Linked DNA regions of Mus musculus: region 2 is linked to region 1. A link is a contact called in public HiChIP or PLAC-seq data. All regions are on one chromosome and are shown on one strand. Each heading gives the region's core, a stretch centred on a gene start, on an enhancer-like site or on the middle of the called end of the contact. The rest is flanking DNA. Distances are from core to core; before and after follow the strand shown. Region 1 holds the start of 4930452A19Rik (RIKEN cDNA 4930452A19 gene). Region 2 overlaps Gm34799 (a long non-coding RNA gene).

Region 1 (7,697 bases), core at 3,198-5,697:
ACTAAACCACCAACCAAGTAAAACACATGGTGGGACTTATGACTCCAGCTGCATATGTAGCAGATGATGGCCTAGTCAGTCATCAATGGGAGGAGAGGCCCTTGGTCCTGTGAAGGTTCTATGCCCCAGTATAGGGGAATGCCTGGGCCAGGAAGCAGGAGTGGGTGGGTTGGTGAGCAGGGGGAGGGGGAGGAGATAGGTGATTTTCGGAGGGGAAACAAGGAAAGGGGATAACATTTGAAATGTAAATAAAGAAAATATCTAATAATAAAAAACAAAACAAAAACAACAACAACAACAAAAAACAAAACTAAGGTACACATACATTCCTGGTGTAGTGCTATTCTTCTGTTCTGAAGCAAATCTCATTCTTATTTGGCAATTTTCAGATTGTGTTGTAAGTTGGCAGGAAGTAGTGCCCAGGCTGTGGTCCTGACTGCCAGGCCTATTGTTGAGAGGATCCAAGGGAAGTGTGAGCAGCCTCTGCTGAGCAAACACTGGTGTGACGGAGTTGACTAAGGATTCAGACTGTGATGAGAATGGGGCGAGCACACCAGGGGTCTTAATTGTCCAGCAAAGTGAGAGACCAAGGAAGGAAGGTTCTAGAGATTTCAGAAAAATCAGTGCCTGGGGAGTGGGGACTGATTCCCACCTGGCAGTTGGTTTGGATATTATTGATAATCCAGATGGGTTTGACTGGGGAAATTGGATCAGTGTGATAACAGCAAGAGAAAAATCGGTTGTCTAAGGTCTTTGAATGGAAAATATGACAGAATCTAATAACCAGGTACTAAGTAAGGATATGATTGATGAGCTAAAAATAACTTAGGGAATTTGCATATGGGAGAATGGTGGTGATGGGTTCCATCAACAGAGAAAGTCCAGAAATTGGTTTTATGGCAAGAAAAATGAGGGGAGGGTTGCGGTTTATTGCTTCATAGTTACAAAAAGTATGAGTGGCTCTGGGGCAGGCTTGTTCTGGACTATACATCCTTCTGATCTCTGGGCTCAGCTCTTCTAGGTCCCACCCCCTTACCCAGCTACAGGCACAGATGGCTCAGCAAACACCATGCACACATCCACTGTGCTGAGTAGTAACAGCAGCGGCAGCGGCAGCGGCAGCGGCAGCAGCAGCAGCAGCAGCAGCAGCAGCAGCAGCAGCAGCAAAGGGGATCTTTATCAAAGAATCCTGCCTCAGGCTTGTAACTTGCCCTGACTAGACCAGTGTAGACCACATGGCAAGAATGTACCCAGAGGGCTTTAGCTGTCATTGGCCACATTCAGATCATGTGGATATATTTAGATGTTGAAAATCTCTAGCCAAAGCTCAGGGGCTGAAGTTAAGTGGATGCTGGTGCTCAGTAGGAAATTGGCAGAGCCAGAAGGAAAGGAACCAGGTGAAAGACCCAGCTGAAAATGACTCTGAGGAGTTAATTCGGGAAGAGCAGGGTCACAGCCTGTGGTGATTCCACAGAAGAGTAGAGGGGGAGGGAGATGTCATCTGGCATAGTATCCATTGAAGAAAGTGGCTGATGTAGAGGACACTGGAGAGACATACAGAGGACACTACCTGCCAGCAGGAGGTTCTTCAGCCCAAAGTATGACAAGGCAGGGGCAGGGAAAGCAGAATTGTCTATGTAGTGTGTATTAAGTGAACTACAGCATGCTATATGTGGGTTTCTGGAGGGGCCTAAAGACCTTCCACAAGGGCCTCTGCTCCATGACTCTCGATCTTTGTGCTAGTTCCACTGCTATGATAAAACCTTGATAACGTGTGATCAAAAGAATGACGTTCTAACCTCGGGTGCATGTTTTAACAGATGTACACTTAATTACCGGGGGTTTGGGAAGAGAGGCTCACCTGTAAAGTGCTTGCCTTGCAAGCGTAAAGACATAGTTGGATCCCAAGAATCCTTGCAAAAATCCAGGCATAGCAGTACATGTTTATAATTCTAGTGCTAGAAAGGAGGACTGACAGATCTTTGGGGCTTACAGGCTAGGCTAACTAGCCTAGACTAGTTGATGGCATCTAAACTAATGAGAGGGATGTTATCTAGAAAGAAAAGCTATGCAACACCTGGACACATGAGAAATGGGAGAGAGGGGTTGTCCTCTGAGTTCTATCAGCATACACACACACACACACACACACACACACTAGATAGAGAGGAACAGGAGAGGGAAGGATGGGGACTAAGGGGAGAGGAGGAAGATATGCAACTGAATACACAGGTATAGGTGAAGTAGCAATATACACAACCATGGGGCCCTGAATTCAACCCTAGCAGCCATGTAAAAAACTGGCTGTGTGAAGGATGATTCTAATCTTAGCAATGGAGAGGTAGAAAATGGCCTATCCCTGGGGCTTACTGACCATCCTCTGTAACTGGACTAAGTCCCACTGAGCTATCTTGTCTTGAAGAACAACGTAGGTAGCTCTTGAAAATACTGTAGGTCTGCCTCTGGCTTCCACACGAACATGCATACACACGCACCTAAACATGCATCAACATGTATGAATACACACGTTGAATACACATATGCCAAGAGATGGGGAGGAAGAAAGTAAAATTATTTCAACATCTAGAAGGGAGGGAAAGGATTGAGCCCCATCAGAGGGCATTGCATGAAGATTGCAGCTGATGTACAAGTTCAATAGGAGAGGCATTAGATTACACAGTATTCTAAGATGGACACTTCCCATCTCCACATCTCCCTGCTTCAGACCTGCCTACAAGCTGGTGCCCCCTCAGAACACCAGCTGCCTCCTTTTTTTCTTTCCAATAATTTCCAGTTAGTGGCACCTCCAGACAGACTGTTGACTTCTGGAACATTTTATTCTGTGCATTTAGTATTTGAACCTTTCAAGGACACAGAGTCTCATATGTCTGGGCCACCCTTTGGAGACAGGATGCTTTCTCCACAGCTGATTAGCTATTTGGGAAGGAAGGAAGGAAAGGGTCACTGCCTGTGGCCAAAGATTCAGGAGGTAGATCAGGTGGCAGATGACATCAAGAAGGTGCCTGCAAAGCAGACTGGAACATGTGGTTCAGGGAATGCAGAGTGGACAGTCTGACTTTTCACCTAACAGCTCTGGCTTGGAAGGAATCAATAGTGATTCAAGTTGCTTTACCCAACTCTTGAGGAATGTAGGGGAGGCGTACTAGAAATGACATGTTTCTGATCTTTTGGAAGGTTTAAAGTAAGACTGTGTCCCCTGAGGGAGAAAATCCTGGGATTTCTGATGTCACCGTCTTTGTAGCGTTAGTGGCAATGGATGAGGAGACACAGCAGACACCTTTGGAACTGGTTTCTGCAGCCAGGTTACAGTAGAGCTGGCATTCTGGACATCCGAGCACACATGGTAGTATTCTCTCTTCGCAGAGATGAAAGCCCCTTTAAAGCTCTCCTCTCTCCTTCCCTTCTGAGGATAGGGCGGAGTTCTGATGGAGCTGCCTCTAAATGTTGGGATTGGATGCAGTTTTGCAAGTAGGACCCTAGTTCCTGTGGCAACTTCTTTACTCTTCTGTTGTCCGTTGGCTCATCCATCTCTTGTGCTGCCTCAAGCAGAGGTCTGGACTGTTTTGAAGCTTTGAAAGTGAAAGAGTACACTTTGCTCCTCAAAGGCTTCTGCTGTGTCTCACTTGCGGGTCCCGTCATTTTTTTTTTTTTTTTTTTTTTTTTTTTTTTTTATCCCTCATTTGCTTCAGTCTTTTCTCATCCAGCATGGACACCGAGCAGGGCCAAACTGGCTCTGTTCCCTTCTCATTCTTGCCCTTGCTTTCAAGCCTCTTTTACTTTTTATGCCAAAAAGAAAGAAAAGAGAAAAGAAGACCGTGTAGGAGGCTGGCATTGCCATGGCAACAACACTGATGGGGGCCTTTGGATTTGAGCTGCACTTGCAGGGAAGTACTGGCCTCAAAGAAGCTAAAAGGAAGAGGAAGCGGGGAGGGCAGGAGGGAGGGAAGAAGGGAGGGAGGGAGAAAGAGATGGAGGGAGGGAGGGAGAGAGGTAGGGAGGGAGGGAGGGAGGGAGAGAGAGAGAGAGAGAGAGAGAGAGAGAGAGAGAGAGAGAGAGAGAGAGGAAAAGAAAAGGAGAGAAAGTCAGACAACAACGGAGGAAGTGGGTAGCAAGTAAGGGTGGCCTAGCAAAACCCTAGATGCATTTGCGGTGACATCACTGCCTTTCCCACAGAGACCATTGACACCGGACGAAGCGTCCATTCAAGTCCCCAAAGCCACTCTCCAGGTCTGGTGGGGGAGCCCCCACTCTCACCCTGAATGCTTTTTTTGTTGGGGAACAGTGGAGCGTTTCTGAAAACTTGCATAAATGACTGAGGAATTCCCTGCCCTTGCCAGGAAGTCCAAGCCACTTGTGAGCTAACAATACGGAACTTTATCTCCTGTCCTATGCTGGAAGTTCCAGCTGTAGGCTCCGAATTCTAATAAGGGCTTTACTCATGCCGCTGAGGTTAGGGTAATATTTTATCCATCTCCTCTTTTCACTGAGACGCAGTCATTGCTGCTGTTGAGAGCCAGAGGCAAGTCCTGAGGACTGAGGTGGATTGGGGTACTAGTGGGGAGGGTGGATCATGGAGCAACTAAGAGGAAGGAAGTCAGAAAATGGTTTTTCTATTATTAGCTTGATGGGCCCACTTGCTGCTTGTGGGACTCTACACTGACAGGGTGAAGAGAAAAAGTTCACAGTGACTAAGGACCCCTGAACTAGAAATATTACTTTAGGACAGGGTCCACTTTTGGAAGAGTGCTCAGTTGTCTCCACATTCGCAAAAAGCGCAGAGGCAAAGACAGATGGCATGCCCAGCATTAGAATGCCTGCGCCTGCTCTGTTAGCTTCCGTCTCTGTGTCTGTAGGAAAATGCCTGTTTATTGTTTAGTGCTTTCCTGTTCCAGATTTGCCAATTCAGCTTTGAAAAGAAGGCTGGCTTTGGGCTAAGTAGGTGTTAAATCCCTGCCATGTAAGTTCTTAGAATATCCCCTGAAAGAGCCAGTAGGTTGGGTCAAGTATGTCCCCAGGGAAGCCCGGAAAGATGTTTTCTAGTAGCTGGATAAAGTGGTGACATTTTAAAGAATGCACAACATGGCAGGTGTTTATTGTCACAAACCCTGTTTCAGTTAATTTTCAAGGGACTCCCCAGGGATGTCTATTCCCAGCCCCTTTGAATATGGCTGCGTCCTGGTGCTCACACTTCTGCCTTTGTTAAAGTCTGACCTCAGGTCTTCCAGGAGCTTAGATCCTGCTGCACAGAACATGAAAGATGGACCCGTCAAGGAGAAGAGAGGAATCTTCTGGGGAGTATGGGGGAGCAGAGCATGTGACCCCTGTGCAGCTGCTTCCTCTTAGAGTTTTCACCCATGAATCACACATTCAACTTCCCGGAAGACGCAGGACGGCCCGACCTACAGAGCAGTATGTAAGAAGAGAAGTAACCAGATTCTACCTGCACTCTTGCCAACCCTAGAAGTTGCTAGGTTCAGGGCTAGGGTCTGCTGGGAAGGCTCAGGAAGACAGGATGGCATGGACAAGGCCATCTCCCCAGAAGCCCTTCTTTCCTGCTGTTTGGAACACTGGCCTCAGGGAAGGGATTGAGACTTGAACACCATTGGGGGCTGTGGCCTCTGAGATGCTACTTTCTCATGTTGTGGATAGTATGAATAAGGGGATCTGGTGCCCACCAGGGGCATGCCAGAGAGGAAAGAAAGAAACAGGAGCAATGGAGATGAGAGTAGGGTGTGTACCAATATGTCTCTCCCACCTTGAGAACCACTAAGAAAACCACCCAGAGGACAACAGATGGATAGAAAACTACATTTTAAGCAGGAACCTTGCCCCGTTGAGGAAGGAGAATAGAAAACACAAATTGTGCTCTGCGAGCCCATCTGGAGAAAACAGAATACTGGAATTAGCACATAGAAACTGATAAAGTGAAAAGAAGCTACGAGGGTTGGAGAAATGGCTCAGAGGTTATGAAAATGTGCTACACTTCAGAGAACCCAAGTTCAAGTCCCAGCCCCTACATCAGGCAACTCTTAATCTCCTGGAACTCTGGCTTCAAGGAAATCAAACATCTCTGCCCTCTGTAGGCACCTAAAACCCCTGTGCACACAACCAGAGACACACGCTTACACATTAGTAAATATAGTTCAAAAGAAAACAAAACAACCTGAGAAACAGAAATGAGCTGTGATTAACAATGAGAACTTAATTGAAGAGATTCAAGGAAGCATCTAAAGACGTGAAAAGACATGGAAAGGAAGCAATTGGGACAAAAAGCTAGAAGTTGAAAGAGGAAGCGGTGATTGTGTACACAGTGTGATTCCAGAAAGGGTGGGGTCCAGTGTGGCAAGAGAGGCAAGAGTTTGTGGTTAGCCTGAGCTACACAGCAAGAGACAGAAGCCTAATCTTCCTCAAACAATAGAAGGAAACAAAATATCAAAGTAGAAACAGAAACAGAACAACCAAGAATGGTCAATGACAGGAAGGGTAGGAAGAGGTGACAGAATGACAGAATGGTAGAGACAGTGCTAGATTATGTTAGTAAGGAGAAAGTGTTCTTAAAATGTGAATAGAAAAAAGTGTTAGTTAATTTAAACATAGAAAACATGGATAAGATTTTACAAAACAAAAGAATAAAGAGCGCCTGAGACCAGGGAGAGCCAAGAAAATCCTAGGTGAGCATCCGCACACATTGATTCAGATAGCTTCAATGAGCATCTGTGCACGTCTATGCCGGAAACTTAGATGAGCACGCGAGCACATGGATGCAGGTAGCGTCAATGAGCATCCATGCACCTTGATGTGGGTAACTTTGGAAAGCCTGAGGATCATTTCCCAGTCCAGTGAAGTTTACTAGAATGACCCCTAATAGATATAACATATTTAGACAGGTTCTGCAGGAGAAATAGAAATGTGTGCCAGGTGCCACTCCTTAGAGAATACAGAGTCCGAGGGGATGTTGTGCACATGGAAGTGCTGTTCCAGGAAACAGATGCAAGGGCATGTCCAGATCAGTTTTAGGAGGCCTGAGTCATGTCCACAGACAATGGGGGACCCTCAAGAGATGGTGGATCAAGCCCATTTGTCAGCACTGATGGGAAAATCCAAAGTCACTCACTGTGAAAATTTGATTCATATTAGAAAAGAATATTTATTCATTTATTCATTCATTTATTGATTGATTTTTGAGATAGGTTCTCTATGTGTAGACCATACTGGCCTTCAACTTGACCCAGTCCCCCTATCCTCTGCCTCTTGAGTGCTGGGATTATAGGTGTATTCATTCCACCATGGCTGATCAGGAATATTGATATATCATAGTTAGATCTAAGGAAAAGAATCATATAACTATCCCTAAAACTATGGAAAATAGTCACAAAGTCTCTTCCGTTCTTTATAAAATATCTTGCAAAAATAGGGCTGGGAATCTAAATCTCTAATATATTAGAATATATATTATTTATATAAATACCTTGTATATCTTTGTATGAAGGGAAGCAGAGTTGTGAACACGGACAGTCCAAACACACAGCAGGTCAAGGACAGTGATTTTCATGCCAGACTGAGAGGCATCACATGATCCCAACAAACAGGAATGGGGAGGAAGACAGAAGGATAAGAAACCTCTTGGGCTTAGCTAATGCACGTCCTAATTTTAATTCCAGAATCAGTCCTAATTG
Region 2 (7,453 bases), core at 1,256-3,755, 100 kb before region 1:
GCATCAATTCCTCCTTTAAGTGGTATTAGCTTCTATGGCATTTGATGAGATTTGCGTCACATTCCTGGATATCCTTGGGTCAGTGCTTCAGTGTCCTCGGGATCCACGTGGTCTATCAGGTCTACTGTGGGGCACCACACTGTGTGCATTTAAGTGATGGCTTTCCACATTAACATCAGCGCTCTCAACTGTGTGAGCATGGGAGTCATTGAGATGCACCGCCCCTCATGAATACAACTTACCTCAGTTACTTCTCCATGGCCATGTCTTCTCTTCCCTCCCTTCCCTCCTCCTGAGAGGTCTTTCCTTCTCAGATGGTTCCTCTTGTTCCCGTGAGTTTTACTTTAAGTCTGGATTCCACATATGGGGGAGAAGGTGTGCTGTTTATCTTTCTGTGTCTGTCTGGTTTCACCTAACAGGTTGGTGGCCAGTTTCATCCATTTTCCTGAAAATGAGGCAATTTAATACTTTATGTCTGGTCCGAAAACACAAGGATAGAGATGCAAAGGAGGCACAAGCCATGGATGAATTTAGTGCTGTGTGGCCATAGGAAGGGTCAAAGAAACAAAACAGAGGACATGGAAGCACGATGCCACCCACCACACCTCTGGGAAAGTAGCCCTTGTAGATAAGCGAGTGGTTCCGGGGCCCACAGTGGGATCATGGCTTCTCCTTTTCAACGTTATCTGCATGTGGGGTCTATTTTGTTCTCCAATAGTTAGTTAACTATCAATAAGTACTGAGAACAAACAAATCTGCCAAATGCATTTGCAAAAAAATAATCAGTACGCGAGTGTGTACGTGTGTACGTGTGCGTGTGCGGTGCGTGCGTGCGTGCGTGCGTGCGTGCGTGTGTGTGTGTGTGTGTGTGTGTGTGTGTGTGTGAAATGAAAAACTAAACCTAAGGTTGGAATAGAAAAACTTTAAAATGAGTTAAAATATCATAAATTTTGGTTAGAAATGATCACACAGGAAAAAAAAAGGTCTGACATGAAAATTGGTTTGGGACTATGATTGAAGGAGTAAGAAGACAATGTGGTGAGTATGTGTGTGAGTGCACACAGGTGTGCATGTGTGTGTGTACATGTGTGTATGTGTGTGCATGTTTCTGTGAGTGTTTGTGGGTTCATGTGTGTATGTATGTGTGTGTATATGTATGTATATGTGTGTCTGTGTGTGTTCCTTTGTGTGCATGTGTATATGTGCATGTGTCTGTACATATGTATAGTGTGTATGTATGCATATATGTATGTACATGTGTGTGTGTATGTGTTATGTTAGCTCCTGAACAGATAGCTGAGTTTATGTGGAGTGAGAAACACCAACCAGAGGTGCCCACAGAGCGATCATGGCAGTACTATGAGCTGTGGGATAATGAGGAATTTTCAACTATTTTCCAAAAAATTATTTAATTTGTATTCACCCAAACATGCATTGCTATAGTAATAAAAAATAGATACTATTTACTAAAGCAAAATAACTTATGTGTTTAAGCAGCAAGAGTCTGTGTACTTTGTGTAGGAAGGGGGTCTCTTTCACTGCCCATTTGTGTCAGATGACTTGCAATTCAGCGAACACAGAGTTCTTTCTAACACACAGGACACCTCCCCAGTGCTTTAGACAGCATCCCTGCACAGGATTTGTCCTCAATGTTCTCTGCCCATTTCTGTGGGTCTGACTTGAGACTAGTCATGGCTTCCTAGGGTCTCGGCTTCGTATATTATTTCTCAGGGCTCAGAAGATGCTGCACAGACGCCTGTGTTCCAGGTGCTTCAGGTATGGGCTGAAGTCCGGAAGATTATGAACGCTCATATTCTCTTGCTGGGGGGAAAGCAGCTGGCAGTATACTCACATCGAGTTCTAGAAATGCCAGAGGGGTGTGGGCCTTACCTAGACCTAACTCTCTTGGCCTGTCCCATGCTGTCTTCGGTTTACTATGGGGGCTTCACCAAGCATAGTCCAGTGTGCGAGCTTTCTGAGCCTCTCACAGTCCAGAAACCCATCGGCTGGGAAGATGGGCAGTGTTTTCCTTCAGGTTCCAGACATAGAGGTTGAAAGTACATTCTCAAACGTCAGGCTTGCATGCTCGTACTGCACTGCAATGCTATCCAAGCAGTCTAGCCCGAGGGCCAATGCCGACCAGAGGGGAGGCTGGGGAGGCAAGCCAAAGGCCCTTCTTGGGTATTCTGTGTATTTTAGCTTGCTTCCTAGCAGGTGGGCAGTGGGGCTGTAGATGTGCTGAAGGATGTGGAGAGGGAACAAACCCCTTCGAGTTCCCATGGCGTTGGCTGTTGAGGACCGGGCTTGGATTCCTTTTCCTTTACAAAACAAATGTTCACCCCACAGTGTCATTGTCCTGGTTCCCAGCTCTTTCCAAAGCCTTCAAAGTCACATTTCGTGCAGTGGCCTTGCCCCCGTGAGGAATCTGGGTCTGTTCTCTTTCTCTTGAGAACATTGCAATGGTAGGATTCTGAGGCACTTGTTTTCTTGTCACGTTCATACCCATGACATCATCTGAGCACAAAGAGGCCTTGTTTGTATGCCAACACAGAGCTGCGGATGCCCACAGCGGTTAGGCTTGGTGGTAGACTTGGAATTAGAGAGCAAAGGGCACATCCACTAACTAACTGCCCAGTGGTGGGTGGGAATTAGGACCCCAGAAGAGGCTGCCACAGAGGTAAGCAGCCCAGAAGTTCTCCTGTGGAAGATGATGCAGGCTGCCAGAAAGCAAACCCAGGAACCATCCTGGCTACACTAACAAGTACAGAAATTCTGACCTAAAAGCAACAACTAATATCCCACTGCGTGACTTCAAATCACATATTTTTTTAAGCAGCAAATTTTAGAAATGTGTCAACAAAAATTCGCCATACCAACCTATTTAAAGAGGAAAATACACCACGCTAACACATTTTAAAAGGACATTTGATAAAAGTTTAGGAGTTCTTAAAAATAACACATTTAAGCAAATCAGAATTAGGAAGAAATAATTTAAATTTGTAAGAGACAATTATTACAAACCAGCAAACCCAGAAGATATTATTGTAAATGGTAAAAGGCTAAATTCATTCCCACTAAAATTATGAACAAGACAAAGGTAATTACTGTCACAATTATCTGATATTTCAGAGGATAAGAAAAGGAAATAATAATTAAAAGGCTGATAAAGAAGAGACAAAATTATTCTTTTTGGCTGTTGATTTGAGTATAAATCTGTAAGATTCAAAATAGTCCAATTTAAAAAGTTATTGCGTTTAATAAATTTGGTAAAGTAATTAGCTGTGACACACGTCCCAATCAATATCTTTCTGTAGCTAGTAGTAACTAGCTAGAAATTAAAATAAGCAAAGCAACCATTCTGTTACACAGTAAAGGCAGTTAACATAAAATATCCATAAATTCAGTTAATCACAAGACCAACTGGGTTGTCAGGAAAGATAACAGACACTTAAAGAAATGAAATAATATCTTCACAAAACAGAAAAATTATTTTTGTATAAAGTTAAAGGTTATTAAAGTGCTGCCCGCCCCAAATTCACAAGCATAATTTTGAAAGCCAATGAAAAAAAAAGCTTTCCCACTCTTGGAAGAATGATTTTTGAAGAATGACAAGGAATGAGCTGAGAGGTGCAAGCCAGACACAGCACAGATACATGCTCTAAAGCCACTGAAATCCAATCAGTATGGCTCTGGGCTACAGGCGACTAGGTCGTCAGAAGCGAATTGAAATCTGACAGGAGAGCCCAGTGTATTGTGGGAGCTTGACAAAGCAGAGCTTAAACTCAGTGAAAAGTGATATCCTATTCTAGAAAAGGCTCTAAAACCCTGACTGCTGCTCTAGGGTAAAATCAGGTTGGTCTCTATCCCACATGATGTGCACATAACTAAATGGGTTGGTGGTGTAAAAGTCGGGGCTGGAACAGGACAGGAGAGAAGTTATGGTAGAAATCGTATGGTTTGGGGTTTTTGCAAGCATGGCAGTGACTTGCAAAAGTCACTTGCAAGCCTGCTTGACTATTCCAAAACCAGGATACCTTTCAGAAAGCTGACAGCAAATGTAGTCAACTAACAGATGAAAAACTGAGAGAAACAGTGTTGCACCAGGAACTCAGAGGTTAAATTCAAAGGGAGGGTAAGGGTCTAATCTGACAAACAGGCAAGGGGCATTTACAAGTGGATGGTATGTAGGCCAGCCAAGCGAAGCCATGCAAAGAACACCTATGACACAGGTCAGCCAAACCCTCATTGTCCACAAGACTTTGCAAAGCTGCCAGAGCTTCACCGCAGGCCGGGGGATGAACAGCTCTTGTTCCACCCGGCACCCTAGAAGTCAGAAAAGCCATCTGGAACAAAGGCAGTCTGTACTGCCACTGGCTCTCAGTGGCAAAGGGTATGTTTTATTCTTCAAAACATATCTAGTAATTTCAGATAATACATGTTTGTGTGAGAATACATGTGCGTGGTGTGTGTGTGTGTGTTTATAATGAGTATTTGTGTCCATGTGCAGAGGACATAGAAATAGGTCTCTCCCTGGCCATGAAGTTTGCCATTTGGGAGGGCTAGGATGGCTGGTCAGCAAGTCCCAGCAAGCCTCTTGTCTCTACCTTTCTTTCTCTGGCTCTGGAGTTACATGCGTATGTCACCATGTTCTGCTTTTCCATTGGTATTAGAAGATATGAATTCAGGCCCTCATGACTGCAGCAAACACAATTACCCATGAGCCATCACCCAACCCAACTTTTGTTAGCATGCAGCATGCTCCTGTCTCTCAAACAAAGCAATGTGTCTTCAGAAATCCAGACTGTAAGACTGTACGTGAATGTGACTGAGGCCACAGTATCATCCATACCTACCAACATCAAACTCAATGCAAGGACCAGTCAGTATTCAAATGGGTGAAGCCATGGCACACTTTGACAATGAAGCCCTGGAGTGATCTTTACCCAGTGACTTGGATGTGATCTCATTATGCGCCATCAAGGCTGGAGCTTAGAAACATGTAATACATGACTTCTTATAGAAGAAACTGTAGTGGGTTGTGGTATGTGCCCCAGATAGGTAGATGGAAGTTTTAACTGTAAGGACCTATGAATGGGAACTCATTTGGAAATAGGATCTCTAAGAAGCTATGTAAGTCAAGAATCTCAAGGTGAGATCCTCCTAGAGTCAAGGTGGTCCCTGAATCCAACTCCTGGCATCCTCATAGAGAAAGGGCGTGTCTGTAAATAGGAAGAGAGAAGCAGCAATCGTAGGGACGCTTTGAAAGCAAAGGGCACCAAGGGTAACTGGCCACACCCAGAACTTGCAGGCCAAGCAAGAAGGTGGATCCTCTGTCAGAGGTCCTAGGACGTGGCCATGCTCAGGTCTTTAGGTATCAGGCTTCGTGTACTAGGGGAGGAGACTTCCTGTTGTTTTGATCTCCCTGGTAATTGGCTGTGGTGGTGCTAAATCACCAAAGCTACACCATGATACCCATATTCAACAAAAAATGCTAATAATGCAAGATGAAACTCTACCTGAGCCTTTGCATACATCAAGCTTCTAGATCTTGTAAGCCTTCAGACCTTTTACTCCATGGCATCCTTCTCATTCCATATCTGTTGAATGATGAAAGTAAGAAGAAAAATGTCACGGAAGCATGAGCTAATTAGAAGCTATCAGTTAAGTAGAGCCCAGTTGTGTTTGGAATCCTTGAGTCTTGATAACCAGTCAGTTCCAGAAAGCCGAGGGTTCCCACTCTTTCCAGACTGAGGGCCTTCTGCTCAGAAAGAATATTTATTATTTTTTGTTTGTTTGTTTGTTTTCATAATAATTTTGCTTTTTCTTTTCTTTTTTTTAAATATTTTTTTTATTACGTATTTTCCTCAATTACATTTCCAATGCTATATTTGTTTTGTTTTGCTTTGCTTTGTTTGTTTGGTTTTGGCGTAACACGATAAATTTTTTTTTAACTCCAACTCTTTTTTTCTGATTCCTACGTAATGATACTGTCCTTCAAGTGTCGTTTGAGAGGAAAAGAATTATGATTGTAAAAATTCTGTGAAAATTTAGCAGTACATGTATGCAATGTGCCTTTTAGTAATGTCAGTATTACATCTTCTAAAGTGTAGTTCAGAGTATGACTACCAGATAGGGTAATGAGGACTGGCTTTGGCCTCTCATTCAAACAAGTAGCAATACCAGGAGCAATATGTAAGTAATAGTAGTTTTCAAAATACCTAACATGAAGCAGCAAGGGGTAGAGATCCATGAGAGATGGAAACAAATGACACAAGCTCCATGATTTATCTTCAGAAGATACTGTTAGGAGAGAGAGGAGATAAGCTGCACATAGGAGGGAAATTTCTTGTAAGGCTCATATCTGATTAAAGATTTATACCTAGAATATATTAAGAATGCTCCACACTCAATGACGAGAAAACGACCCAATTTAAAACTGAGCCAAAATGTGAGCAGAGGCTCCATTACAGAAGATGACGAGCACACAAAAGGCACTGGTGCTCTCAATGGTTAGCGCAAAACAAATTAAACCATGCATCTTGGTGACAGGGCAGAAACCCAACCATGAAATTCTGTGGTGTTCTAAAAAGTCTGCGCTTGGACAGTGACCTGTCACAGGAAGTCAGGGTGGAGTGTTTACAATTGCAGTATGATGTTCAAAAAGTGTCAGGTTTGGGGCATTATGGGCTCCAGATTTTCAGACTAGGGATGTTAATATTTAATGTACAACATCCGAGCCATAGTGTCTGGCCCACTCTTTCATCATGAGGAGTTTGCTGAAATCTAGCAGGCCATGTTCTTTCCCTGGCACCAAGGCAGCATTTGAAATTAGATGTTAAGCCGTTAGATATTAGCAGATGATATTCTCAGCAGGGAGTCAGGTTTGAACCAACTCCAGGCTCTATCACTGTCCAGCAGTGCATGCTGGGAAAATTTCCTACCTTCTGAAGCCTGGGTTTCCTCACCTGAAAACAACCATAACTATGATTCTCCTGAAAGAGAATGAGACTGTCTCTGCAAACACTGGGAACAGAGGCAGATGTAGAGTCTGTGAGAAACTGATTTTACTGTTTGTGGGAGATCCCTGGCTATGCTCCACTCCCTGAAAGTTGGGTCTACAGCATAATTCCTGAGACTGATGGATGGAAGAATGATTGAGCAAATGACATCAGTAGATTGTCCTTTTTTTTCATGATGTTTCATTCCCCCCCCTTTTTTAAATCAGATCAAACTATCTAGTAATGAACTATAGAAATGATCCTTAAAAATATACTCTTGGATCAAGCTATCTAAATAGCAAGATGTTCCACTCACCTGGACTCCTATAGAAACCATGGGGGGCTTGATAAACAGGCAGATGAATGCGTCAAGTTTGCTGCTTAATTAGCTCAGCCAGCCAGGGCACCCCATATGAACGCCTCATCCCTGGGATGCCAGGGATGAGAACCACTTT

Evidence for each region. HiChIP or PLAC-seq counts read pairs in DNA pulled down with a chosen protein or histone mark.
Region 2: an H3K4me3 HiChIP or PLAC-seq map of embryonic basal ganglia shows a contact between it and region 1, with 2.8 times the contacts expected there. The contact joins the enhancer-like site here to the promoter of 4930452A19Rik in region 1. A contact is called at or near these places in 14 of 484 Hi-C or Micro-C datasets (the C2C12 cell line, cortical glia, embryonic fibroblasts and 8 more) and 7 of 115 datasets of contacts at active chromatin or transcription factors (bone marrow-derived macrophages, embryonic basal ganglia, embryonic midbrain and 4 more).

The regions. Positions count from the first base shown.
Region 1 is chr17:9,772,616-9,780,312 of GRCm38.p6, reverse strand. It overlaps 4930452A19Rik (RIKEN cDNA 4930452A19 gene), which reads left to right and starts at 4,447. Exons shown (of 4, transcript NR_045433.1): 1 at 4,447-4,470; 2 at 5,227-5,434.
Region 2 is chr17:9,874,798-9,882,250 of GRCm38.p6, reverse strand. The region is part of intron 1 of Gm34799 (a long non-coding RNA gene); the gene reads left to right. Among named protein-coding and RNA genes, the nearest start is that of Gm34799, 28 kb to the left of the region's middle. Within about 2 kb of position 2,505, at least 52 of the 459 cell types and tissues checked have an H3K27ac peak or open chromatin away from gene starts, as enhancers often do. A contact at or near this core is called in embryonic basal ganglia, forebrain, neural progenitor cells and 3 more, where this site is marked.